7 separate regions of the Mus musculus genome follow, and regions 1, 2, 3, 5, 6 and 7 are each linked to region 4. The links are chromatin contacts, called in public HiChIP or PLAC-seq and promoter capture Hi-C maps. All regions are on one chromosome and are shown on one strand. The core of a region is the stretch at or near the end of the contact, and the rest is flanking DNA. Distances in the headings are between cores, read along the strand shown.

The links. Promoter capture Hi-C pulls out the DNA fragments that hold promoters and counts their contacts. HiChIP or PLAC-seq counts read pairs in DNA pulled down with a chosen protein or histone mark.
Region 1: a contact with region 4 is called in a promoter capture Hi-C map of liver, with 2.6 times the contacts expected there. The contact joins the promoter of Slc22a21 here to the promoter of Skp1 in region 4. A contact is called at or near these places in 2 of 39 promoter capture datasets (hippocampal neurons and liver).
Region 2: a promoter capture Hi-C map of trophoblast stem cells shows a contact between it and region 4, with 4 times the contacts expected there. The contact joins the promoter of Septin8 here to the promoter of Skp1 in region 4. A contact is called at or near these places in 3 of 39 promoter capture datasets (the 3T3-L1 cell line, cranial neural crest and trophoblast stem cells) and 1 of 115 datasets of contacts at active chromatin or transcription factors (astrocytes).
Region 3: a contact with region 4 is called in a promoter capture Hi-C map of hippocampal neurons, with 5 times the contacts expected there. The contact joins the promoter of Rad50 here to the promoter of Skp1 in region 4. A contact is called at or near these places in 6 of 39 promoter capture datasets (cranial neural crest, embryonic stem cells, hippocampal neurons and 2 more) and 1 of 115 datasets of contacts at active chromatin or transcription factors (embryonic stem cells).
Region 5: a contact with region 4 is called in an HNF4G HiChIP or PLAC-seq map of pancreatic cancer cells. The contact joins the promoter of Sowaha here to the promoter of Skp1 in region 4. A contact is called at or near these places in 3 of 115 datasets of contacts at active chromatin or transcription factors (astrocytes, embryonic stem cells and pancreatic cancer cells).
Region 6: a contact with region 4 is called in a promoter capture Hi-C map of pre-B cells. The contact joins the promoter of Aff4 here to the promoter of Skp1 in region 4. A contact is called at or near these places in 10 of 39 promoter capture datasets (the C10 cell line, the HPC-7 cell line, cranial neural crest and 6 more), 10 of 115 datasets of contacts at active chromatin or transcription factors (the NIH/3T3 cell line, astrocytes, embryonic forebrain and 5 more) and 1 of 9 other capture datasets (liver).
Region 7: a promoter capture Hi-C map of pre-B cells shows a contact between it and region 4, with 2.0 times the contacts expected there. The contact joins the promoter of Slc22a5 here to the promoter of Skp1 in region 4. A contact is called at or near these places in 2 of 39 promoter capture datasets (embryonic stem cells and pre-B cells).

Annotation. Positions count from the first base shown.
Region 1 is chr11:53,978,308-53,981,932 of GRCm38.p6, reverse strand. Slc22a21 (solute carrier family 22 (organic cation transporter), member 21) reads left to right here and starts at 1,600. Exons shown (of 10, transcript NM_019723.3): 1 at 1,600-2,468. The coding sequence starts at 2,076. Gm30927 (predicted gene, 30927) reads right to left here and starts at 1,902. Exons shown (of 4, transcript NR_168634.1): 1 at 1,596-1,902; 2 at 536-624.
Region 2 is chr11:53,517,356-53,520,991 of GRCm38.p6, reverse strand. Septin8 (septin 8) reads right to left here and starts at 1,256. Exons shown (of 10, transcript NM_001347496.1): 1 at 953-1,256. The coding sequence starts at 982.
Region 3 is chr11:53,704,975-53,708,743 of GRCm38.p6, reverse strand. It overlaps Rad50 (RAD50 double strand break repair protein), which reads left to right and starts at 1,425. Exons shown (of 25, transcript NM_009012.2): 1 at 1,425-1,817; 2 at 2,676-2,759. The coding sequence starts at 1,689.
Region 4 is chr11:52,229,989-52,233,364 of GRCm38.p6, reverse strand. Skp1 (S-phase kinase-associated protein 1) reads right to left here and starts at 1,370. Exons shown (of 6, transcript NM_011543.4): 1 at 1,247-1,370.
Region 5 is chr11:53,478,832-53,482,351 of GRCm38.p6, reverse strand. It overlaps Sowaha (sosondowah ankyrin repeat domain family member A), which reads left to right and starts at 2,157. Exons shown (of 1, transcript NM_183173.2): 1 at 2,157-3,520. The coding sequence starts at 2,445.
Region 6 is chr11:53,349,359-53,353,206 of GRCm38.p6, reverse strand. Aff4 (AF4/FMR2 family, member 4) reads right to left here and starts at 2,440. Exons shown (of 21, transcript NM_033565.2): 1 at 2,078-2,440.
Region 7 is chr11:53,889,852-53,893,559 of GRCm38.p6, reverse strand. Slc22a5 (solute carrier family 22 (organic cation transporter), member 5) reads left to right here and starts at 1,857. Exons shown (of 10, transcript NM_011396.3): 1 at 1,857-2,413. The coding sequence starts at 2,021.

The DNA.
Region 1 (3,625 bases), core at 351-2,850, 1.7 Mb before region 4:
CCACTTACATCTCAACCTCACATGTCCCTGCAAGTACCAATATGTAACGATACTTCAAATTGTTAGTTCTTTATGCAAAACTTGAATCTGACCACGTAAAATTTTTATTTACTAGATCTGGACATTTTATTAATATGGCTGTGACAATTATTGTTGTCAACTTGACAGGGTCTAGAATCACCTAAGAGAGAAACCTCTAGGTGTCTGTGAGGAAGCTTCTAGATCTCATTAGTTGGAGTGAGAAGAGTGACCCTCAGAGAGGCAGCATCTGTTCCATGGCCTTTGGTCCAGGACTAAGTAAGAGGAGAGAAAGCAAGCTGAGCACCAGCATTTCTCTCTCCTGGCTTCCTGACTGAGGCGACTGTGACAAGCTGACTCCTGCCACCCGGCCTTCCCAGAGTGACCGACTCTACCCTCTAAGCACAAGCCCAAACCTCTTCTCCCTTAAATTGCTTTTGTCTCTGTAACCAGAAAAGTTACGAATACAACAGCTACCAAGACAATTTTAATGATAATGTGCATCTGCTGTACACACCTGTTGTCCCTGCTACTAGAGAGGATGAGGCAGGTGGTCATTTGTGACCAAAGTTGCAGGTAAAGCCAGGGAAATACAGTAGGCCCCATCTAAATAAGTAAATAAATAAATAAATAAAATTATAAATGTAACTTCTCATTTCATTTGACAATATTACTTTAGAATTACACAATTGCTATTTTTATACCTTATCTTTTTAATTTTAGGAAATACTATTTGCACAAAACAATGGATTTCATTGTAAGGCTCTGTGTTTGTTTTAAGACGGGTTTCACTGTGTAGTCCTGACTGGCCTGGAACTATGTAGATCACCAGTCAGCTCCTGAATTAACTGTAAAAAATAACTAATTTGAGGGTATAATCCTAGACTAAGATCCTTAATCTTGAAGTTAAATTTTTATATTTGCTTAAGTCGATTTGATGAATAACTGAATGATTTCTTAATCTTTAAAAACATAAAGCACAGAACAGAGCCTAGAAATTGAAATTCATTGCCCACAGCCTCATGACCACAGCCTCAAAATTTGTCTCAATCTCTTAATGATTATTATAATATGACATTATGTGAGTGGGCGTTTTGATTGCATGTATGTCTGTGCACTATATGTGACAGGGGACCAGAAAAGGGGATTAGTTCCCCCGGAACTGGAGTTACCAGAAGGTTGTAAGCCTCCAATGCGTGCTGGGAATTGAACTCAGGTCCATTGAAGGAGAAGACTTTTGGTGGGATACAATCCCTTTCTGACCCATAACAAAAAGTTGAGAGGGTGTTTCATACCGAAATCCTACGCCTTTCTCCAAGTCAACACCCAGCTTGGTCACAACTTCCCCCAAAGGAGCCCTGGGGACCAGCTCGGGGTTGTGGCTTGAGAAGACCCATCCCTCCCTCTAGCAGCAGCTTCGGGGCGGGGACTACAGCGGCCCCGCCCCCAGCCCGACTCGCTCGGGGGGTGTGGCTTGAGAAGACCCGTCCCTCCCTCTAGCAGCAGCTTCGGGGCGGGGACTACAGCGGCCCCGCCCCCAGCCCGACTCGCTTGCTCTCGACTGGGAAGGACTTTACCTCAGGGCGTTCCTCAGCGAACAGCTCAGAGTAGTAGGCAAGGGACTCCTAGGCTCCCTCACACCCGCGCAGTTCTGAAGCCAGGCTCCATCCCGCTTCCGCACTGTCCAGCCAGCTCGGAGACCGGGACCAGACCCGCCTCACGTACAGGCGCGTCCAGTGCCCACTACGGATCACTCAGACTCCTGCCGCGCCCACCCCACGGTTCGCCTCAGGACTGCACGGCCGGCCTTGCAGTCTAGGCCAGACTCCGCGCGGAGTCCATCATGGCCTCACGTCCTCGGTGTCTCTGGCGCTGGCGGGGTCTGAGGCGGCGGGAGGAACTCACGAGCTTCTCCGTGTGGAAAACGTCTCCCGACGCTTTCTCGAACTCCTCTTCGACGAGTGACTGGTGCTCCGCGTGCACGGACAAACCGTGCGCCGCCCACTGCGCCCGAGTATCCTCGGATTCCCGGCGGGACGCCGTGGGCTGCCGACTCTATGCTTGACTACGACGAGGTGACCGCCTTCCTGGGCGAGTGGGGGACCTTCCAGCGCCTCATCTTCTTCCTGCTCAGCGCCAGCATCATCCCCAATGGCTTTACTGGGTTGTCAGCCGTGTTCCTGACGGCGATCCCGGAGCACCGTTGCCGGATACCAGACACCGTGAACCTGAGCAGCGCGTGGCGCAACCACAGTATCCCGATGGAGACGAAGGACGGACCAGAGGTGCCTCAGAAATGCCGCCGCTACCGACTGGCCACCATCGCCAACTTCTCTGAGCTAGGGCTGGAGCCGGGACGGGACGTGGACCTGGAGCAGCTGGAGCAGGAGAACTGCCTGGATGGCTGGGAGTACGACAAGGACATCTTCCTGTCCACCATCGTGACAGAGGTAGGTGACAGCCCCCCTGTCAGGGTCTGGTGACATCGCAGGCAATGGTTGTTCCTTAGTTTAACCACAAGCTCCCTGGTGATGAGCATCCTTTAAGAACATTTTATGAGATGACTTCTAGCCATAGTACGCCCCTCAGAGGACAAATGTCTGGCAGACCATCCGTCCATAGGGTCCCATTGAAGATAGAGTCCAGAAGGTTCTGCCCCTAGGAGATGCCCTGAGACCCTGAGTGGTGGGACTTTCTCGAGGTAGTGATGTGATTCAGAGGGGCCGGATTCAGACTTGCTCCAGAGAAGAGACCACAGGTTTTAGCCTCTGTTCAGAAAGGAAAGACTCTTTGCAGAACTTTTTAAAGTTAAAGAAACGTGTGTTCCAAACTCTCTACCCTTTCTGGAGTTATTCTTTCTTCCCTCACCTATCCTTACCCCAAAATGAAGTCTTGCCATGCCCCAGGAGAAACTGTTTTCCATTTGCCAGCGATGGATTGTTACTTCTTAAGGACCCATGTGTCTGCAGATCTATCCAGGGTGACTTGTTGGTATGGAGTCTTTTCCACAGTATTCTGGGACAAGATCACTGAAGAGGTTAGGTAAGGCATGTAAGGTTACTCTGAAGAGCGATGGAAACCTAATTCCTCATTCCCTTACACTTTATTCTTGGGTGACTTTGACATTTCTCAGTCACTCAGCTGGGGGATGTGACATGCTGTTTAATGGTGCATGTGGATGTGTTTAGTGACTTGGGCACCTGGGGTTTGTACCCACTCCTCTATCCCCATAATAGAAAAATAATCCTCATTATGTATGAGGTCAAGAGGTACTTTTTGGAGCTAGAGAGATAATTCAGTGGATAAGAGTGCTTACTGCTCAATCATAAAGAAAGACCTAATTTTAGATACAAGCCCCTTGGGGAAAAAAATGGAGGAAAGAATTAAAGAGGTTCTCATATAAAGGACCTGAGTTCAGTTTCTAGAACCCACACCAGGCAGCTTTCTACCACCTGTAACTCCAGTCTCAGATAATCCAGCACCGTCTTCTGCTCAGGACATGTAACATGCACTCACATAGACAAATACTCATACACACATTTTTTTAAAATAATATTTTGTAAAAACATGGAAAGAAAAGCCAGACACAGCAACACAGTTCAGTGAG
Region 2 (3,636 bases), core at 7-2,506, 1.3 Mb before region 4:
AATTCAGATGACAGTATTTATAGCAAAATTACATAAGTCCTGGCTCCCTTATTTAGCCCCAGAACCAATTCGTTATCGGTCACACATTCAGAATTCTCCCTCCCTCCAACAGCCCTGGGCCCTCCTCCACCTCCTCCCTCTCTTCCCCTCCTCCCCTTCCAGTCGACCAGGGCCTCACATGCTGGCAAGAGGACACAGCTTCCTTCACCGTCACAGCCTAGCCTCCCAGACACACCCAAATCCAGCCTTAGACACCAAGAGTGCAGACAACCCCCAAAAGGCCTCCCTCCGCATGCTATAGCCTGGCTCAAGTCCACAGACACCCCCCTTAGGACCACCAAGGGGCGTCAGCCTAGAGAGAGGCAGGTCCAGACTGGGGCCCAAACAAACACTCAATGGTTTGGATCTGGAATCACTTCAGCTCCTGGGAATGGCTGCCGCAGAGCCAGAGCCAACCACTGAGGCCCTGGACCTGTCTGGAGTCGCACCCAGGATCCAGGTTCCCGGGAGGGCAGTGGAGGAGATGAGCAGCGAGCCTGGGTTCTTCCAACCCAAAGTCTGCAACTCCCCTGAGCTCTTTCTGGAATGTGTGTGTGTGCTGGGGGGTAGAAAAATCCCTGGATCCCTGGGGCTCCATCCTCACTCTTTGCACCCAGATAACAGCACCTGCGCGGCAAAGGCAAGTACCCAGAGGTGCAGGAACACCCTGGGAGAGAAGAGTCGGGGGCGTCCGGGATCCTCCCCTCTGGACACGAGTCTTGTCTTCACACCTGCCCCGATCAGCCCAGATCTTGGCTTCTTCCCGCGAAAGAGCTCACATCGCGCGAAGCCCAACACTCTGAGACACCCTCCCGGGGTTAGCTCCCGGGTCCCGGGGTTCGAGGCCCCGCCGCGCGGTGCTGACAGCCCGCCTCGCGCCCCCTCCCGTGCCCCTGCGCGCCACAGGCCTCACCGAGACGCGTTCCAAGTCGGTGGCCGCCATGGCGAGCTGCGCACCGGGCGGGCGGGTTGCGGGGAACGCCGGGGCCGCGGCGGGGATGAGCCGGCTGCGGGACGCGCTCCGCCCGGGCGGCTGCGGCTGAATGGATCCAATATGGCCACTTCCTGGAAACTCCCCTTGGCGGCGGCGGCGGCGGGAGAAGCCGCGGAGCCGGCCCCGCCCCCGCCCGCGGGACCGGCCTCCCTACCCGGCTCGGCCCCAGCACAGCGCACTCCCCGCGGCTGGGACCGACGGGGGTCTCCGCGGCTTGGCAGGAGGTACTAGCTGCGGGTGCTGCTGGGACTTGTAGTCTGTGAGGTGGGGGGCCCGGACTGCCACGTCTGGGGGACCCGGGCCTCTCCGAGGCCTGCTGAGTGTCCCTTGGAAGCCAGATTAGTGCATAGCACAGAGGGGTGCTACGTGTGCCCTGGGAGTTCTGCCTCCAAGCTGACTGTCTCTACAGGAACCTGCAAACGCACTGGGACCACCGATCGGATGGTTCATGCGCTGCAGGTCCGAGAGAGATCCCTCAGCCTCTTCTGCCTGTGCCATAGGTCCCACCTGATGCTCTAAGCTGGAGCTAGGGCGGGAGCCCTGGGCTGGACCGGTGCATCCTGCCAGGCAGCCTTTGGCTCCTTGCGCAATGATGAACCGGAGAAAGATGCAGTTTGGGAAGCGGACTCGACATCTATGCGCAGCATACTGCTAGTGATCCTCACCCTGCTTGTCCCACGAGTTTGGAGTTATGGCATTATGCAGAGAGGAACTTGGTTCTCACAGTACGCACATCTTCGCCAACCATACCACTCAAAAAAAAACCTACACAAACGTCTCAAGAGGCTCCGTAAACTTTTTCAGTGACTACAAGATCTAGCTCGCCCCGTCTTCTTTTCCCTGCCTTTCCCTAAGGTCTCCCTGATAGTAAGGCAAACTTTGCCTCTGTCCCTCCACTACCCACGAATGTGCATCCCACCCCCAATATCTTCTTGAGAAACAACCCTGTCCTCCCCTCAGTGGAAACGTATGCCTGCTGGAGGTATCTGGAGACCACATCTGGACTTGGCACACCCCGTGCTGTGGAACACTTCCTGTCCCCTCCATAGAGTCAGTCTCTCTCTCTCTCTCTCTCTCTCTCTCTCTCTCTCTCTCTCTCTCTGAAGAGAGAAGAAGCTTTTCCCTTCTTTCTTTACAAACCATGTCTTGTCTCCAAGGTACCCAGCTGAAGTATCTTGGAGTTCTTAACAGTGTTTTTATTTTGTTGGATGCTCCACCGTGCTGTTGTTCCTTGTACGTTCTCTGACAAGAAATGTGGCCCCGTGCAGCTCAGTTTGGTAGAGTGCTTGCTCGCTAGCGTGCAGGAAGCCCTGAGTTCTGTCCCCAGCACTGCATAAGCCAGATGTGAGGGGCACATTTATAATCCTAGTATTTGGAAGTTAGAGGCAGGACAGTTCAGAGTTCTAGTCATCCTCCATTATAAAACAAAATGGAGGCCAGTCTGGTGACCCCCCCCCAAAGAAAGAAACAAGACACCCCCCAAACAAACAAGCAAACAAACACCTGGGGTCACAGCACAGTGGTTAGAGTGGGGAGGTGGATTAGTGATGAACTTTCCTGTTTGAATCACATCCCACACCCAGCTTCTTAACCTTACTATGAAAGCTACTCTTCTGATGGCGTGTATCCATGAGCCAGCAAGGTGGCTCAGCGGGTAAAGTTGCTTGCCACCCAATCTGATGGCCTGAGTTCAATCCCTGGGATCTACACAATGGAGAGAACTGGGTCCCTCAAGTCTCTGAAAATGAAGAAAAACAAGCAAGGGGCTTTAAATTGTGATTGGAACCCATTGTTTGCTAGTGTCTCCTCTAGCCCTAATGTCTGACCCCGGGAGTGCATGGGAGAGCATGCGGAGTGCATGGGGAGAGCATGCGGGGTTGAGGATTCCATCATCTGAAACAGTTGCTGCAAGGAAACATGCAAGTTTCTCCTCGCTGCCTTTTTCTTTCTCACTCCTCCTTGGCCTTAGACTACCTTCTAAATGGCCTTTCATTTCCACTCGAGTGTTATTTCAAAACATCCACTTAGTTTGGTGTGGTGGCACTCACCTTTAATCCCAACCAGACAGATCCTGTCTCAAATAAAAAAGAGGAAGGATGGAGAGACGGCTCAGCAGTCTTTTAGAAGACCCATAGTTTCCAACATCCAAATCGTGGGGCAGCTTACAACAGCATGTCACTCCAGATGCAGGGGTGTCTGATGCCTCTGGCCTCCTTGGGCACACACACACACACACACACACACACACACACACACACACACCAGGGAGACTGGTGACTTCCCTCTCTTGAGAAGTGTCCACTCTCCTAGGAAAACTTTCTCCTCATCTCCAAGCCTCTGATTTTCATATTATGTGAGTTACTCTGTCCACGCAGCTGTGGGTTTGCACTTCTGAAGGAGTAAGGATAGTCTGTGGGGGCTGCAAGGTGAGTAGACTGATCTTTTCACATGTAGGATTTTCTGCAGCAGTATTCCATGTGGTCCTTATACACACCCAGGGGTACAGCTAGGGTAGGCTGAGTCCCAAAGTCACATGATCAAAGGCGAAGAAGTCCCGGAGGAAGTCCTCAGAGCCTCAGAGCTTTTGGTTGCCTGATGAACAT
Region 3 (3,769 bases), core at 176-2,675, 1.5 Mb before region 4:
AGTTAATTCCATTGTAGTTCTCTATGGGCTCCCTTTCCATGTCAGCATGTCTACTGATGCTGTCCTTGTTCAGGTCTTGTTTAGGCAGCCATATTGCTATGGTATCATGTGTGAAATTTTCTGTCATTTCTAGGAGACACAATCTCACAGGTTTCCTGGACCTCTGGTTCTTACAATCTCTTCACCCCCTCTTCTGACATGTTCTGTGAGCCTAGGTCCAAGAGTTGTGCTGTTGATCTATGAATCAGGGCTGGGCACGCCAGGCCAGCCTTTTATTTTTGTATGAGACAGGGTCTCACTCTTAGTCCACACTTAACAGTGAAAGGCATCCTCCTGCCTCAGTCACTCACCTGAGTGCAGGAATTACAGGTTTGAGCCTCCATAGCCAGCCCCTTTCTACCTAATTCCTACCTTGTGACCTTGTTGACAGGAGCGGACTTTCTTCCTACTTATAAGAACCCTGTCTTGGAACAGCATCTGGTTTTGGGTCCACAAACTTTTGGTCTTAAACTCCTTTTGCACTTTTAAATACTGCTGAGGGTGGAGGCATTGTATATGTTACTAATAGTTCAGTGGCAAAACTTTAAAAAAAGCCTACACACACATATATACTTTGTGTATTGCCTGCATGTATTACAGCATGTCTATGCCTGGAACTCAGGGAGGTCAGAAGAGGGTGTTAGATCCCCTGGAACTGGAATTACAGATGGTTGGGGCCACCATGTGGGTGCTGGGAATTGAACCCCGACAATCTGCAAGAGCAAGTGCTCTTAACCACTGAGCCACCTCTCCAGCTCACAAAACCATTAGCTCTGCAAGGATCTCAACACAAGCCTATGTAAGCATTAACTAGCAACATTTACAGCTTAGTAGAAATGAAAACTGATTTATTCTAAAGGAAAAATATATACAAGAGTGCAGTCTATTGTAATGGCAGCACCACAGTCACGTGATCAAGAGAAACTACTCGCCACTATAAAGTGAAAAACCAAAAAAAAAAAAAAAAATAATAATAATAATAAAAAGTGACAGTGAAAAACGCTGTTAAACAGTACTGTCCGTACAGTAGATGTCATTAACAAACCACTAACTGGGGTCTCCGACTGCACCCCAGCCTACCCATGCGGTCCAGGGATCCAAATGTGGACGTAAAGTATGGTCTTCGCTACTTAAGATGGGCTAGGAGGCTCTGTAATAGCGACGCTTGGAAGACTGAGGCAGGAGAATCGCAAGTTCGAGCCTACAGAGCTAGACCCGATCTCAAAACGTCAAAGCAAACAGTGATAGGTGGCAGCTGCCTCCCTGCCCAACTTCTAAAAGACAACAGCTACTCGTCCTGCTCGTGTTGCTTAGGACTCCCACTTCCCGGCATGCCCCGGGCGTGCGAGAGGCGTGGACAAGTACGCGCCCGCCCCCACGTGACCCCAGGTCGTGCGAGGCGGGAATGTGCGAGCTTACGGTTGCTGGCTCGCTTGGCTTTTCTGGGCTGTGCAGACCCTAACCGGCCCGCGCCCTCCCGGGAAACCGAAGCCCGCGGGGCCGGAAGTGCTCTCGCCACCGGAGCTCCTGCTCGCAGCGCGTGTTCGGAACTTTTGGGTCCTCTCGCGGCGTTCCTTCCCGGCTTGCCCAGCTTCCGCCTTGAGGTTAAAACTCGCCCCTGGCACTGAGTAAAGGAACGTGGTGCAAACATGTCCCGGATCGAAAAGATGAGCATTCTGGGCGTGCGAAGTTTTGGGATAGAGGATAAAGATAAGCAGATTATCTCTTTCTTCAGCCCCCTCACAATTTTGGTTGGACCCAATGGGGCGGGGAAGACGGTAAGTCCTGAGGCGAGGGCCCCAGAAGGTGTTTAGGGCGTCGCCCTGCGCGCTGCGTGGGCCTCGGGGACCTCAGAGCCGGTCCGGCCCAGCAACTCGGAGTGTCGGAAGCCCACGCGTGCGCTCCGCTCTGGCATCTCGTTCCCGGGGAAGGCCGGCTGCGCCCCTGCTTCCCAGCCCCGCCCCCTAGTTCCGGAAGCGTAGCAGACTCTCGCCACCTACCTGTGCCCAACTGGGACCTCCCAAAAGCCCCTCCAAAAAGCTTTTTTTTTAAATATGAGAGATAGGTAACCTAGAGTTGCAAAACATGTCTACTGGTAAAACATAACGATGGAAAAAAAAAGACTTATTGTGGACATGAAGCTGATAGAGTAGCCCTAACGCTGGAAAATTATTTTATTACTTCTGAAGATTTGGGCAATGCGTTGTGACACACTCGTTTAATCCTAGATTGGCAGAGACATGCCCATTTCTATGAGTTTGAGGCCAGTTTGATCTACACAATAAGTTGCAAGATAGCCAGAAATACCAACTTGGATGTTGAATGTCAGGAGGTGGACTTTTATGTGGAAATGTTACTTGACATTGTACCAGGTCTGTTCTTAGCCTTGATCTCCTGGAAGGAAGACATAATAAAGCGCTTATAATCACTAGCTACATGTATACATATTTTTTGCTATTATTTAATTTATTTATTTTGGACACAGCATCCCACATAGCTTAGGCTGACCTGATCTTCTTGTCCACCAAATGCTAGAATTGTAGATACACACCTCCACACCTGGCTGTGAATGAATATTTGTCATAAACTACTGTGGTTCTCATCACTAAATAACACACAACTTGCTCTTTTTTTAGACCATCATTGAATGTCTAAAGTATATTTGTACTGGAGATTTCCCTCCTGGAACCAAAGGAAATACATTTGTTCATGATCCCAAGGTAATGGTGTCTGTAAAGTTTTGTATTTTAAGAATTAAATTTTTATAATTCTAAAAGTAGTGGTTGCTTATTGTAGAGGACCTTAGAGTGGAAAGTATGCAGAGAAGATGGTCACCTGCAGTGGACGCACCCAGTGATAACCATTGTTGGCATTTTTATTTTCCTATGTACTGTTTAACCCAGCAGAGATCATAGTCCTATCTAATGGTACATTTCGGGGTTTTCCCCCCAGAGCACTGTCATACAGTGTGAAGTTATTAAAGCACAATAGGGCTGACAAGAGCAGGTAAACACATTTGCTGGTCACGCCAGGGTCAAACTTAAGAAGGGTGAGGGGAGAATTGACTCCACAATGAGTTCTCTGACCTTGTGTCATGCACAGACATTCGCGTGTACATACACACATACACACACACACACACACACACACACACACCTCTAATAATAATAACAAATAATAAAAGGAAGTTTTGAAGAAGAAAGCAAAACCACTATAATGATTTCTTAATCTTGGTGTATGGGATGTTTCAATCTTTAGACTTTTTTTTTTTTAATTTAGCTGGAGTCTTTTAGTTGAAATTTGTGATGCTATATAAAATCATTAATAGTTGCAGTATTATTTGCAGTTAGATTGCTTTTAGTTTTTCACCATAGTCTACCGTGATGTAAATCTTTGGAATGCCTTGTTTGGATTGTGATGTTTTACATATAAATATGTTTTGCATATCTATATGCAACAAGAATGTGAATTTATGTAGTGCCGCAGAATCCCATTAAGGTAAGTGTTTATTGTTAAATTCTTTCTGTGCTTGTAAAACCATGTCTTTGTGTATCTATAATTACACTTTCACATTTATATTTTAGTGTATCAGAATTTTGTTTATTATACAAATTAAGTAGGTGGTGTGCTGTGCATCTGTTAATGCATATACACACTTGCTGGTTTTAGTTTCTGTTAATGCTTCGTTGAGTTCATGTCCTGCAGGGTTGTTGTTACTTGCTTTAATACA
Region 4 (3,376 bases), core at 121-2,620:
AGTTAAAATAGGCCAGTTTTTAATAGCAAGACACTGTGTTCTTTTTATGATCTCTAGTACTACAATGAGCATTCCAGAACAAGTCTATGTAGTTGATAAAATTATTTTAAAAGACCACCCCGTATTTCCTTGAAATAATTCACAATAAATAAAGATGTGCTTAGTCATAGTCAAATTTAGGTATTAGGTTACTTGCAAGGGAGCCAGGATCTTATTAAATGACAGGGAGGCAATCGGTTAATCTGTAATTCAACGCACTCTGTAATCCTAGACTTCACTTTTGTTGTTGTGTTGGAATTAAGTGCAAAATTTTTAAGTAATAATGTATGAGGTTTCGATTTGATATGCTTTCAAAAAACCCTTCTTCAGTTCTCTAAGCTCCTAGACTTGGAAATTAATCATCCAAGTCTAGCATGAGAATTCTAGTATACCAGACTTTAAAAACAAACCTGTTTTAAGTGACTCGAAATTCTGACACTTGTTACTACACTGCAGGACGGAAGAGACTGCATTGTTCTATGCCACAATACAGTCTACTGTAACATTCTGCTGAAAAACTGAGTCTCCAAACCTGAGGACTCCGTGAAAAAGTGAACCAGAAGGCAGGTTTTAGCACTATCCCTTAAAAAACCCAAACACCTCAGGTTTTAGCGTCAAATGCCACACACCTCAGACGACAGTGTCTATTACAGTAACAAGTTCAGAGACTGCAGAACGTGACAAAACGCAAAGAAACATTGGGAGTCTGTTACCTGCATATTCGGTGGTTAAAAAGGTGAGACCAATAAGGAGCTAATTGACGCCAGATACAGGAGAAAAGGGAGGGAGCCAAGAATCAAATGGCAACGACAGCCACCACCTGGAACGGCCCAGGACCCCTACTCAAAGCCTCGCTGCCCACCCGGCCTGGAGCGCGGAGCAGCAAGCCTGTCGCTAAGGCAGGCCCGGTACGAAGCCTGGGCCTTCCAGTCGCGTTTGGGGCCGACTGACGTCGCCTGCAAAGCGGCAGGCCTGCCACAGGGCTCGACTCTCTTCCCTGAGCGAGCGCCGAAAGGATGGGAGACCCTTGAAGGCCTGACTCGGCCTCCTCGTGCCTCCCGCGGTCCGGGGGTCTGCAACGGGCCGCACGGCGCCTCAGGATACGAGGCCAGGTCGCCTCGCCGCCTCGTGCACTCCACAGCCAACGCGAGGCTCCCACCCAGCCCCTCCCTCGAGGAACGTGTCCGGCTCGCGGGTTGCTACTCACGGTGCTCCGTCTCAAGACCGCAGGCCCGAGGCTGCCGGACAGAGTTCACAACCACAACGAAGTATCGAGAACAAGGCCACTCGAGCGGCGCCGCGCGGCGTCGCCTTTTATAGCAGCGGGACGCAGGCGCCGAGGACCCCGAGCCCGTGACGTCACACAGCCGGCCGGGCTGGCCGTTGAGATCGCCTGACGGCAGTCGAAACACAGGCGGCAGACCCTGAGCGCCGCAGAGGTCTCCTGGAGAGGTGCTGAGCGGCGGCGGGTGGAGGGGTGGCTGGGCAAGAGAGGGACGTCCTCCTTACTCCGCTGGCCTAAACAGCGCCATGCTCTCCTTCAAAGCGGACTCCGGCACCGGCTGGGAAACCATCTCGACCCGAAGGGTCTTTCAGGCATGGGCTGTCTTAAACGGCTTGAAAGACCCCAGTCCTGGAAAAGCCTGGAAACAACAAACCGCAAAACCGGTTGTGGGTGTGTGTTTTCCTTAAAGGAGTCGCCTCAGCCTGACCACCGTTACTCTCCTAATAACCTAAGGAAATAGAATTGAGTTTGCTGACCAGGGGTTCAGGAGTTGAACCTTCTCTACTGATACTGAATTAAATATATATATATATATACATGTATGCCATGTTGAGACAAAGGTGTTTCTTTAACCTAGGCGGCTTAGAATTCTTAAATACTCCTGACATGGTACACCTGCTTATTTGATTTTTAAAGTTTTATTTTCTTTGCATTTTAAGACGGGACCCTGTTTGGCACAGAGTAGCTGTAAATTCAGTATGTTGACCAGGTTGGTCTAAAATTCATGATCTCCTTCCACCTGCGCTGGGGTCACAGGCATTTTCACCACATATATACTTGCCTGAAACTCTTGTTGTTTTGTTTTGAGACAGGGTCTTACTATATAAGGCTTGGAGCTCGCTATTTAAACTCAGATCTGTCTGCCTCCCAATAGCCAGCTTGGAGATTCGAGGCTAGGACCACCCTGTTGGCTAATCTTCACCTTTATTTCCTACCTTTGAACTTTGAAGAGGCTTCCAGGCCCCCAAATAGCCATTGTTGGAGTGAAGCGCCAAGCCTGGAGAGAGTCAATGTGAATGTAGCATGGAGGTTACATTCTTTGGGTAACCATGCTCTAGGCCAATCTGTGAGGCCAGTGCTGGGGATCCATCCAGCAATGAACGGGGACAGTCAGGCTCAACCTGAACAGGCTATGCTGTACAGGCGGCTCAAAGAAGGCTGTGATAAGGTCGCTAGAATGAAACAGCTTTGAAGTAAAGGGAGAGGCCTGAAAGCACCCATCTGGCCTCAGCCCAGCCAGGAAGAGGGCAATTGCCTGCCCTGCCCTGCCCTGCCCTGCTGTGTCTAGGGAGCATCACTAGCCCCACCAAGGCGCCAGGCTCACCTAACCAGTGAGCACATGATTGGTATTCCTGGCACCACGAAGACAAAAGACTTTTCCACACAGGGCCTCCTAAAGAAACCAGAGACTACAGCTTCTCTAGGACAAGACTGGGCAGAGAGACCAAGCAATGGGTTGAATTACCAGGTCTTTGTCTGCTGGTATCCAATGTCTGCCAGGTGCCAGAGTCGATGACAGAAGATGAAAGACCCACAGTTCTCAGGCTTTTTATCTGCAGCGCTGCCTGCCCTTCACAGCTCCGGCTTCGGGCCTCCTAGGGAAGGCCCACTAGAGAGCCTTTTCCTCCACGTGCCATAAACTCGGTGGGCTCCTTAAACAGTCCTGGGTCATACAGCGAGCCTAAGAAGCCAGCACACTGCATGGCACAAAGTATATGGTTTTCCCCAGAGGTCTGAGAGCCTCCAGTAACGGAATTAACAAATGCTTAGAGCAGAAAATGGAGATTTGGGTGCTGGAACAAAGCTTAGCGTGCCCAGGCCCCTGAGTTCAATCCTTGCCATGCTCAGACTATTTAAGGTGCACGATAGTTCACAAAAGATGCACAAGAAATCCTTTGCCTAAAGAAATGGAACTAGCAGCTGGGGCAAACGTAGGGTGATTGATATATATATATATATTCCCACCATTTGGATATGGGTTCATAAGCGTGTATTATATATCAATTTTCTACCTGTAATGGATTGGATGCAGGACTACAACTCTTTTGCAAG
Region 5 (3,520 bases), core at 908-3,407, 1.2 Mb before region 4:
TTGGGAGGCCGAGGTAGGCAGATATTGCTGTTCCAGTCTATCCTGGTCTATAGAGTGAGTTTCAGGACAACCAAGACTATTCAGAGGAACCCTGTCCAAACAACAACACCCCTACTCAAAAGCCCAGCATAGCTAGCCAGGCCTGATGACACATGCCTTTAATCCCAGCACTCAGGTATTGGCAGAGGCAGGTGGATCTCTATAAATTTGGGCTAGCCTGGTCTACATAGTTTTAGGCCAGTTAGGGTTACATAGTGAGACCTAGTCTCAAGAACAAACAAACAATAGACAAAACCAGAAACAACAAAAAAGCCCAGCATGATGGTACACACCTGTACTCCCAGTACTCAGAAGAGTAAGGCAGGAGAACTGAGTTTCCAGGCTAGCCTGGGAATATATATATATATATATATATATATTCTAGTTGGATACACACACACACACACACACACACAGTGGTAAAAGCCTGTAATCTCAGCATTTGGGAGGTAAGAACAAGATGATCAGAAGTTTAAGGACAGCATCTGCAGGAGTTTGAGGTCATCATGGGTCATATGAGAGACTTGCTCAGAAAGAACACCCCCCCCCCAAGGTGTCTGAGCTGTGTTAAATCCTCTCTGAGTCCACATGGTGAAGGGGAGAACTCCTGGATGATGTCTCTAACCCCCATCCCTGCACCATTGCACGTCTGCCTGTGCCCACCACATACCACACATAAATAAAAGTTGGAAACAACAAACAACAAAAATGAAGCAAGCAACCCCGCCTCCACCCTCACTGAAGAAGTTCTTTCTCATCTGCATAACTCCCTACCCCACACCCTCGGTTCACCTTCACAATGGATGCTGTCCTGTACCACTGCCCAGCTGAAACCCCCACCCTGTCCCTGGTGAGCTTCTCCATGCTCTATAGTATTTCTATACTATAGTGTTCTCTATAGTATTTCTATACTATAGTGTTCTCTATAGTATTTCTAGGGTATGCTATAGCTCACATAGCACATTACAGAGCTTTCTGACTTCTGTTTCCTCCTGATAAATGAACTCTGCTAGGTCAAAGCGTTTATCTCTGCTAACATGTATCACAGCCTGAAAGGGCCTGGCTATGTTCTCAATAAATATTTGTGAAATAACTGAAGTTTTAGAAACAGCATGGGCTGGAGGTGTGGTGCTGTATCCTGGCATTTGTAAAGCCCTGGGTTCCATACTTAACACTTCAATATGGTTTCTATTTTGCTTTTTTTTTTTAATTTTTAAAGTATAAAAGACACATGAATTCATAGTAGAAGAAAGTATGTCAAAATGTTAATGGTCATTTCTGCTGCTGATATTTTTTCCTTCTTTGTTTTTTCCTGTGGGTTTATTCCTGAAATCCTATATGAAATGGGTTATTTTGGGCAAGCATGGTGGCACACACCTATAATCCTAGCACTCAGGACTGAGGCGGTGACAGCACAAGTTCCAGACCAACTTGAACTTCATATAGAGACAAAAATAAAGGGGGTATTTTTGGAATGGCTCAGTGAGTAAAGGTGCCTGCCACCAAACCAGATGATGTGAATTTGCACTCCAGAGCCCATGTAATGATGGAAAGCCGAACCAATGTCTCAAGTTATCTTCTTTCTGACCTACAAAACACACACACACACACACACAGAGAGAGAGAGAGAGAGAGAGAGAGAGAGAGAGAGAGAGAGAGAGAAACAGATAGACAGAGAGAGACAGAGAGACAGAAAGTCAACGAATAATAAAATATGTAGATCGCAAAGCTCCACATTTCAAAAAGTATTATCTATCATGAGAAAACTGCTTCCTAAACCTCTTGTGAGCCTCCAGTACCCTGCACTCAATACCACACAGGGAACTGTTCTTGCTATGAATTTTGTAAATCTGGTTGGTTTTTTTCCCCCTATATAAAAAGCATCAGACATTGGAGAGGTATTGATGCAATATATGCAGTGCAAGGACATATATATGTAAAATATTGCTTTTATTTTGTGGTAAATAGTGCTGAAGGTAATAAATACCCACGCCTCGCCCATACGCTGCAACATCCCCAGGGAACACACCCACCTAGCAACCGGGAGTGGAGCTGAAGAGCAACGCTGCGCCTTTAATTCCGCCTTTAATTGGTGGGGGCAGTGCAGAGAGGTTCCGCTTTCCCATTCCCTCCGCACCTCCAGTGGCAGCTGTCACCTGTAAGCCGAGCGCCGCACAGGGGCATGGAGCCTGGCGCCCATTGGACAGGACCTCTCAGCAGCAACCTACCCCCCAGTCTGGGGGCCAGGCCTGGCGCAGGCGGAGGATAGGAGTCCCAGGTGCCCTTCGCCCGGAGACTTCTCAGCACGGCGGCGAGGGCGTGACTGCAGTCCAGTTTCGGAAATCAGAGTCCCAGGTGAGCCCGGCTGGGCGGCTGGGGCGACCCCGGAGTCGCAGACACCGAGAATGGCGCTGGCAGCCGCCGCCGCTGCCGCCGCTGCTGCCGCAGGGGTGAGCCAGGCGGCGGTGTTGGGCTTCCTGCGGGAGCACGGCGGGCAGGTGCGCAACTCCGAGCTGCTGAGCCGCTTCAAGCCGCTGCTGGACGCTGGGGACCCACGGGGCCGCGCGGCCCGTAGGGACCGCTTCAAGCAGTTCGTCAACAACGTGGCCGTGGTGAAGGAGCTGGATGGGGTCAAGTTCGTGGTGCTGAGAAAGAAGCCCCGGCCGCCGGAAGGACCCGAGGCCCCACTCCCCTCCAGCCCTGGAGTGCCAGCCGCGCTGGCCCAGTGCGCTGCTGTCCCAGCGGAGGACAACTGTGCCCCCGGGGCTCCCCACTCCCCACAGCGATCAGGAGAACCGCCGGAGGACTCGTCCGCACCATCCGAGCTACAGCACACCCCTGAGACCCTACCCTCAGAGGTCACCCAGGTTGAGGCGCCATCAGGCTCAGCGCCACAGCCCGGGGGGCCGGAGGATCCGGCGCTACCTCGGTCCTCGGAGCTAGCCCGACCCGCCAGCGTGCCGTCGGGGCTGGCCCTGACGAGCACAGAGTCGCCAGGCCCGGAGCCTGCACCTCCCACGGCGCAAGTGCCACCGCAGAAGCCTTGCATGCTGCCGGTGCGCTGCGTCGTTCCTGGCCCCGCGGCGCTGCGGATCCGCGCGGAGGAGCAGGGCCTGCGCCGGCAGCGCTCGGAGGAGCCGAGCCCACGGGGCTCCCCGATGCTCCTGCGGAGGCTTTCGGTAGAGGAGTCGGGTCTGGGACTCCACCTGGGACCCGGCCGTTCCCCGCATCTCAGGCGCCTGTCCCGCGCCGGTCCGCGCCTGCTGAGTCCGGACACGGAGGAGATGCCCGTCGCGCCGCTACCGTCACCCGCGGTGCCCCTGGAGCCCACGGAGCACGAGTGGCTGGTGCGCACGGCCAGCGGTCGTTGGAGTCACCAGCTGCACGGGTTGCTCTTGCGGGACCGCGGCCTGGCTGCCAAGCGCGACTTCATGTCCGGCTTCACCGCGCTACACTGGGCGGCCAAGAACGGCGACCGGGA
Region 6 (3,848 bases), core at 1,191-3,690, 1.1 Mb before region 4:
CCCATTTCCCTCCTTTCAGATACTGATCACTTACTTGTTCATCTAACTTTAGGTTACCTGTAAACTCTTAGATCGGATAGATAAACTATTCCAACCTCAAAATGCTATCAAATTCAATCTAACTACATAAATACTGGAGAGGATAGAGAGTTAGAATAAACTCACTCTGAAGACACTACAGTAGATCTTTAAGAAAATCACAACATGCAAGTGGAATCATTGTTCCAAAAGGGATGCAGTAACCTGAAGACAGAAGAGACCACATGAATCTGAATGTAAAACTATGACATACAGAACATTAACTAAAATAAAAACATTCTCTTTATAGGAATTAATCACACAACTTCACCAAGCACTGTATGTCACCTTACACCCCCAAACTGTGCAGCTTGATCCAAATCACACACCTCTAAGCCCACCCCACCCCAACCAAACAGTAGAGATTTGGCTTTTGGCTATTCTCAAGACTCCCTACCTTGTCTCCACCTGAAGCAAAATTTTACTTAAAATGTGCCTACTGTTCCTACAGAGCCAACAAAAATCAGCCTGCAGATAGCCACAAACTGAATGACAACTGCTGGTATTCATTTAAAAAGAAAAGAAAACAGACTGCGTCTAGGTTTTCAGGAAGTTCATCATGAAAGGCAACTTTTTGAAAATAACTTTTTAAAAAACAACTTTTTGAGACTTTTTGTTTGGAGACTGAGGGCTGCGAAAGTTAGTGACAATAAGGAACATAAACCTGAAGAAGTTGAAGAAGCCAGCTTTGTTAAAAACCAAGTGGCCACTTGCCAACACTTCTTTACGCATATGTGACCAAAGACGACAGAGTCTAGGCTTCCTCTTGGTCCACATCAGCTTCTCATCAAATCTCGAATTAAAAAGAATCTCATAAACATTTCAATACTGATAAGTTAAAAGGACCATCCAAACAAAAGAGTTTATAAAGCTTCGGAGAATCAACATGGAAACAAAGCTTTAAGCTTTGAACCTCCCCCCACCACCACCTCGGCTCCACAAAAAGCACACATTTTAAATGTCACACAAACAGCCTATTCACGGGCACCTAGGGCTTAGATTCCGGCACTGGAAAGGAGGCTAGCTTCAGTTTAAAACCTCAGCGGGGAAGAAAAACCAGAATTCTGACTTGCAACTGACGAAACTCGGAGAACCCTGAATCGAACTCTTGGTTCGAACTTCACTCACAACCATTTTCAGATCAGGGCTCTCGACTCCCCATAAAGGTGTCATCTGTGAATGAAAAGCCTAATAAGGAGACCCCACAAACACCCTGGGCTCCTGTACCCCATGATCCGTTCTCAGAGAGTGGGAAGCAACAGCAAAGTGGAAGGAACAAAGCACTGACGTCAATTACGAGATTAACCCTGCGCACAGGCAGCTGGGGAGGCCTAAACATCAATACCCAAAGCCCGGCCATGGCGATCGCCAGGTACCAGGCCGGTTCCGAGCGGGAAGGAGGGTTTCTCCTATTCCAACCCAGGTTCCCATTTTTCCACTCAAACCCCATCGACCATCAAGGACGGAAATTAACACCCCCCCAGCCTCCCCCCCTTTTTTTTTTCTTTCGGTGGAGGGGAGGTGGGAGAGTGGGGGTGGGGGGAGGTGCGCAGGATCGCGAGAAGGAAGGCGAGAACTAGTTGAGAAATGATAGCCAGAATCTGGGCCTATTTTCTCTTTAACTAGGAATGACTTGAGTCAGACGAAGGAAAAATTTTTCAAAGGATAAATCCGCCGACCGAATCAAAGGGAGGAATGGAGGAAGGGACAACGGGGGGGGGGGGGGAGGAAAAAAAGAAGAAACGGCCAGATGATGGGCGTCTGGAATGTCGGATGGGAACGGCTTGGCCTTTAAAGAAAAAAAAAATGATTTTTCTTGTTTGAAATTGATTTCGGAGAGAAAGTGGGACGAGAAAACGTAGGGCGAAGCCGGATCCAGGGGCCCCCCGCCCCGCGGGTCTCCGCCAGCGTCAGCGGCCGGAGCCTCGCCTTCCCCGCGGCGCGGCCGCGCCTCAGACGTCAGTCAGTCAGTCAGGCAGGCAGTCAGGCGGCTTCTCACCTCCAGTCCCCGCTCCGCTAGGCCCGAACCATTTCCCGACCGCGGCTGCGGCGGCGGCGGCGCCCGGCCTGCACCTTCACCGGACGCGCATTCGGGCCCGCCCAGGAGGCGGCGACCGGCTGCCTGGGGCGAGGGGCAGCGGCCGATCCGGAGGCCACGGGGAGCCGAGGCGGCGCACCTCACACCGCGGACGCCAGGGTTCCGCCCCGCTCCATGACGGCCCGGCCGAGCCCCGGACGGGTGACTGAGGCGGGGGCGGGCTGACGGGGCCCTGGCACCAAGATCCCCGCCCCGTCCGCTGGGGGCGGCGGTGGCGGCGGCGGCGGCGACGACTCGACTCCCGCAGCCGGGACTGGGACTGACGCAGTGGCCGCGGCCCATGTGACCAGGGCCGGGCTGCTGCGAGCGTCACGTGACCAGGCCGCGCCCCTCCCGCAGGCAGCGCGGGGGCTGCGGCCCTGCTGCTGCTCTGGAGGCGGCGTCGGCGGGGCTGACGCGCGGGCTGACGTGCGGGGGCGCCTGGGCCCGGGGCTGGGGAGCGGGGATGCGAAGCGCGGGTCGCAGCAGGTTCCGCGGGGCCGCACCAGCGTCAGACCCGGGGACAGAACCCGGCCCGGGGCACACGCCCTCCTGCGCAGCCCGCTAGGGAGGCGCCGCGGGGCGGGGCGCAGCCCGGCCGACCGGTTTTGGGGTGCAGGTGAAGGCCCAGGCCCTGCCGCCCGTGTCCCGCAGCGCACCGCAGGAGTAGAGAGGGAAGGATGACGTGGAGGTCCGCAGCGACGTCGTCCACTGCTGCGTGTGACTTACTGTGGGAGGATAAGCCGGCCCTGCATCGTCTTAAAAAAATAAATAAATAAATAAATAAATAAGTAAATAAATAAATATCAGCCTCTGTGGGCTACTTAGTGGATTCAAGGCCAATCTGAGCTACTAAGAAAACCCTGTCAAAACAACACACGGCGACACACACACACACACACAAACACCATCGCTCTTAACATCCTGCTAGTCCAGACAAGCCATAATTTAATTGGAATCAGTAATTAGACAAAGTTTTAAGGTTTCCTAGAATCCAGTAATAGTAGCGCAAGAAAAGTGTCCTCTTCCTCTACATCTGAAAAACATACAATCCTGTCATTGGTGTCCCATGTCTCTTATCTGCTTTCTTTATTTGATGGTACCTCATGCAGATTCTCCACCTCTAACATCTTGAAACACTTCACTCGTTATTTGTAGTTTGTAATTTCACAGTTTGGAAATCCACTCAACTACACACGAGTTCTAAGCCATGTCTCAAAACCACTATCGAGGTATGGTCTGGCGCACACCTTTAATCCCACCACTCTGGAGGCAGAGGGAGGAAGATTTCTGTGAGGCTGATATACATATCCAACACTGGGCAGGTCAAGGATATATAGTGAGAGCCTGTCTCAAAAAGAAAAACACTAAATAAATCTTAAGTTTTACATAGGGTTTCCTCTGTGTAGCCCTGGTTGCCCTGGATCTCACTTTGTAAAACAGGCAGGCTTGGTGCTCAGAGATCTGCCTGCCTCTACCTCTGCTTCCTAAGTGCTGGGATTAAAGAAGTGTATCAGTGTGCCTGGCCATCTTTTCTACTTCCTTATGAAAAATACTGGTGGTGGTGAGATAGTTCAGTGGCTTAAAGGCACTTGCCCACAATCTTGGTGACCTAAATTCTATCCCTGTAGCACACATATATATCTTTCCTTAACAGGTACATTCACACATCACACTCACATATAGACAGCCA
Region 7 (3,708 bases), core at 608-3,107, 1.7 Mb before region 4:
GTTAGTTCTTTATGCAAAACTTGAATCTGACCACGTAAAATTTTTATTTACTAGATCTGGACATTTTATTAATATGGCTGTGACAATTATTGTTGTCAACTTGACAGGGTCTAGAATCACCTAAGAGAGAAACCTCTAGGTGTCTGTGAGGAAGCTTCTAGATCTCGTTAGCTGGAGTGGGAAGAGTGACCCTCAGAGTGGCAGCATCTGTTCCATGGCCTTTGGTTCAGGACTAAGTAAGAGGAGAGAAAGCAAGCTGAGCGCCAGCATTTCTCTCTCCTGGCTTCCTGAATGAGGCGACTGTGACAAGCAGACTCCTGCCACCCAGCCTTCCGGGAGTGACTGACTCCACCCTCTGACTACTGAGCCGAACAAACCCTTTCCGCTTAAGTTGCTTTGTCTCTGTAACCAGAAAAGTTACTAACAGCTACTAAAGCAATTGTAGTTACAATGTTTGCCTGTTCCACCGCAATGCTGAGGAGCACGGTTGGTCAGTTGAGGTCAAAGCTACTGAGCAAGCCAGGGCAATATAGCAAAACTCATCTCAAAAAAATAAATATAGATAAAATTATAAGGGTAACTTCTTATTTTATTAGACAGTGTTGCTTCAGAATCATACAGTTGCTGGTCGGTTTTTTGTTTTTTGTTTTGTTTTTGGGTGTTGTTGGTTTTTAGAATATATTACTAGGACAAAATAATGGGTTTCATGGTAAAGTTTGTTGTTGTTGTTTATTTGAGAACCTGGAACTGGCTATAAAGACCAGACTTGATTAAGGTCCTTTGCCACAAACTCTGGTAAGTTTTTGTTTTGGTTTTTTAACAAGTTGGCTCCTGCATTAATTGTAAAAATTACAAATCTGAGAGATTAATCCTACACTAAGATCCTTAATCTTGAAGTCAAAATTTTACTATTTCTTAAATCAAAAGACAACAAAATAATTTAAGAACATAATAGTCTGGGAATTAAAATTCATTGCCACCTTTCTCATCACCAGTCTCAAAATCCACCCCTTTTTAATATATGTATATATTATATGTAAATATATATAACTATTATTTTATTTTATGTGTATGAGTGTTTTGCCTGCAAGTCTGTTTTGTCTAATGTGCCGAGTGCATGCCTACTGGGCCTGTGAGCTGCCCTATGCCTTTTAGGAAGCAAGCCAAGGTCCTCTGGAGGAGCAATCTGGACTCTTAAAGAGAGTCCTAGCTGAGCTATCTCCGCAGCCACAAAAGATGGCAGTCTTTCCAGGAAAAACTGCAACAAAGGCTGTCGTTGTCAATGAGACTCTCCGAGGTTCACAATATCTCTCAACCACAACAAAAATTTGAGAAGGTGGGCTGTTTACTGCTTAAATTCTAAGCCTCTTTCCATTGAACACCCAGAATGGTCTTCCCAGGATGGCCTTGGACACAAACTTTTCAAAGTCACCCTTTCCCTCAAGAGAAGGGCACCCTGGGAACCTGCTCCAGGAAGTGTCCTGAAAAGACCCAATTCCGCCCCCTAGAGCGGACCTGTTAGGGGCGTGGCTCACAGACGCCCCGCCTCAGTCTTCCAGTCTGGGCGGAACTAGAAGTGTTCACCCAACCCGGGCCCCGTAGAGACTATGGAGGCGTGGTCGAATGAAGCCACACCCCTCCCTCGCTGACAGTTCTGAAGCCCGGTTCAGCCCCGCCTTCTGTACCGCCCAGCTAGTTCTGAGTCCTAGCTCGGCTCCGCCTCAGGCGCACGCGCGGCCGATGGCCGGCGCCCACTGTGCGTCACTCAGGCCCCTGCCCCGCCCCCGCCGTGCCGCGCCGCGCCGCGCCTCAGAGCCGGGACGGCGGGGCGGGCCTTGCGGCCCAGGCCCATGCCCAGAGCCCGCCCCGCCCTCAGGCCCTATGTAAAGTTGGCGGTGGCCGAGTCGGAGGCGTCGGTGGGAACTCACGAGCCTTGCACGCAGAGGCTCTCAGCGCCCCGTCTCCCGCGCCACGGTGTCCCCTTATTCCCATACGGGCGCTGTGGGAGGCTGAGGACGGCATGCGGGACTACGACGAGGTGACCGCCTTCCTAGGCGAGTGGGGGCCCTTCCAGCGCCTCATCTTCTTCCTGCTCAGCGCCAGCATCATCCCCAATGGCTTCAATGGTATGTCCATCGTGTTCCTGGCGGGGACCCCGGAGCACCGTTGCCTTGTGCCTCACACCGTGAACCTGAGCAGCGCGTGGCGCAACCACAGTATCCCGTTGGAGACGAAGGACGGACGACAGGTGCCTCAGAAATGCCGCCGCTACCGACTGGCCACCATCGCCAACTTCTCTGAGCTAGGGCTGGAGCCGGGGCGGGACGTGGACCTGGAGCAGCTGGAGCAGGAGAGCTGCCTGGATGGCTGGGAGTACGACAAGGACGTCTTCCTGTCCACCATCGTGACAGAGGTAGGTGACAGCCCCCCTATCAGGGTCTGGTGACATCGCGGCGACGGTTGTAGCCCTTCGTCCAACGCACAGGCTGATGAGCATCCTCCAGTCAGGTGGCCCAGGAACATTTTATGAGATGACTTCTAGCCATAGTACGCCCCTCAGGGGACAAGTGTCTGGCAGACCATCCGTCCATAGGGTCCCATTGAAGATAGAGTCCAGAAGGTTCTGCCCCTTAGGAGATGCCCTGAGACCCTGAGGGGTGGGACTTTCTCGAGGTAGTGATGTGATTCAGAGGGGCCGGATTCAGACTTGCTCCAGAGAAGAGGCCACAGTTTTAGCCTCTGTTCAGAAAGGAAAGACTCTTTGCAGAACTTTTTAAAGTTAAAGAAACGTGTGTTCCAAACTCTCTACCTTTTCTGGAGTTATTCTTTCTTCCCTCACCTGTCCTCATCCCAAAATGAAGGCTTGCCATGCCCCAGGAGAAACTGTTTTCCATTTGCCCGCGATGGATTGTTACTTCTTAAGGACCCATGTGTCTGCAGATCTATCCAGGGTGACTTGTTGGTATGGAGTCTTTTCCACAGTATTCTGGGACAAGATCACTGGAGAGGTTCGGTAAGGCATGTAAGGTTACTCTGAAAAGCGATGGAAACCTAATTCCTCATCCCCTTGCACTTTATTCTTGGGTGACTTTGACATTTCTCAGTCACTCTGCTGGGGGTGTGGCAGGCCATTTAATGGTGCATGTGGATGTGTTTGGGGACTTGGGCACCAACTGTAGTTTCCTGGAGGCTCAGCAGTATTGAATATGCAGAATATGAGAAGAATCTTCTGTGATACTATTGAGCAACTGGTTCATTGAGTATCAGGGATTGGGATTGGCCAGTTGGAGATAGTTTCTTGGTGAGTTTAGTTAGCCCTTAGGTCTAGATCCAACATCAAGAAATGGTTTCAGGAGCAGTAGGGAGAAGCTAGGAGTACCTGTTTGGCATTTAAGACTCTTGGAGGTATAGACTGAGCTTCCCTCCTTACAGGGGCTCTCAGGTATATATCATTCTTCAAGAGTAGAGTCAGAGAGTATCCCCACAAGAGTCACTGTCTGTTTCCTTTGGGAGTTTGTGGTTAGATGTGTTCAAACCTGTGCTTACCTACTACATAAGTAGTAAGAATGAAATCTGAGCTCCATTGGGGATTTTTAACTTAAGTGACATCGTGCCAGGATCAGGTATCACTACCTAACAAAAAAGGGCCTGGTCAGTGATGGAGCACACTCCTTTAGTCTGAGCACTCAGGAGGCAGAGGCAGGAAGA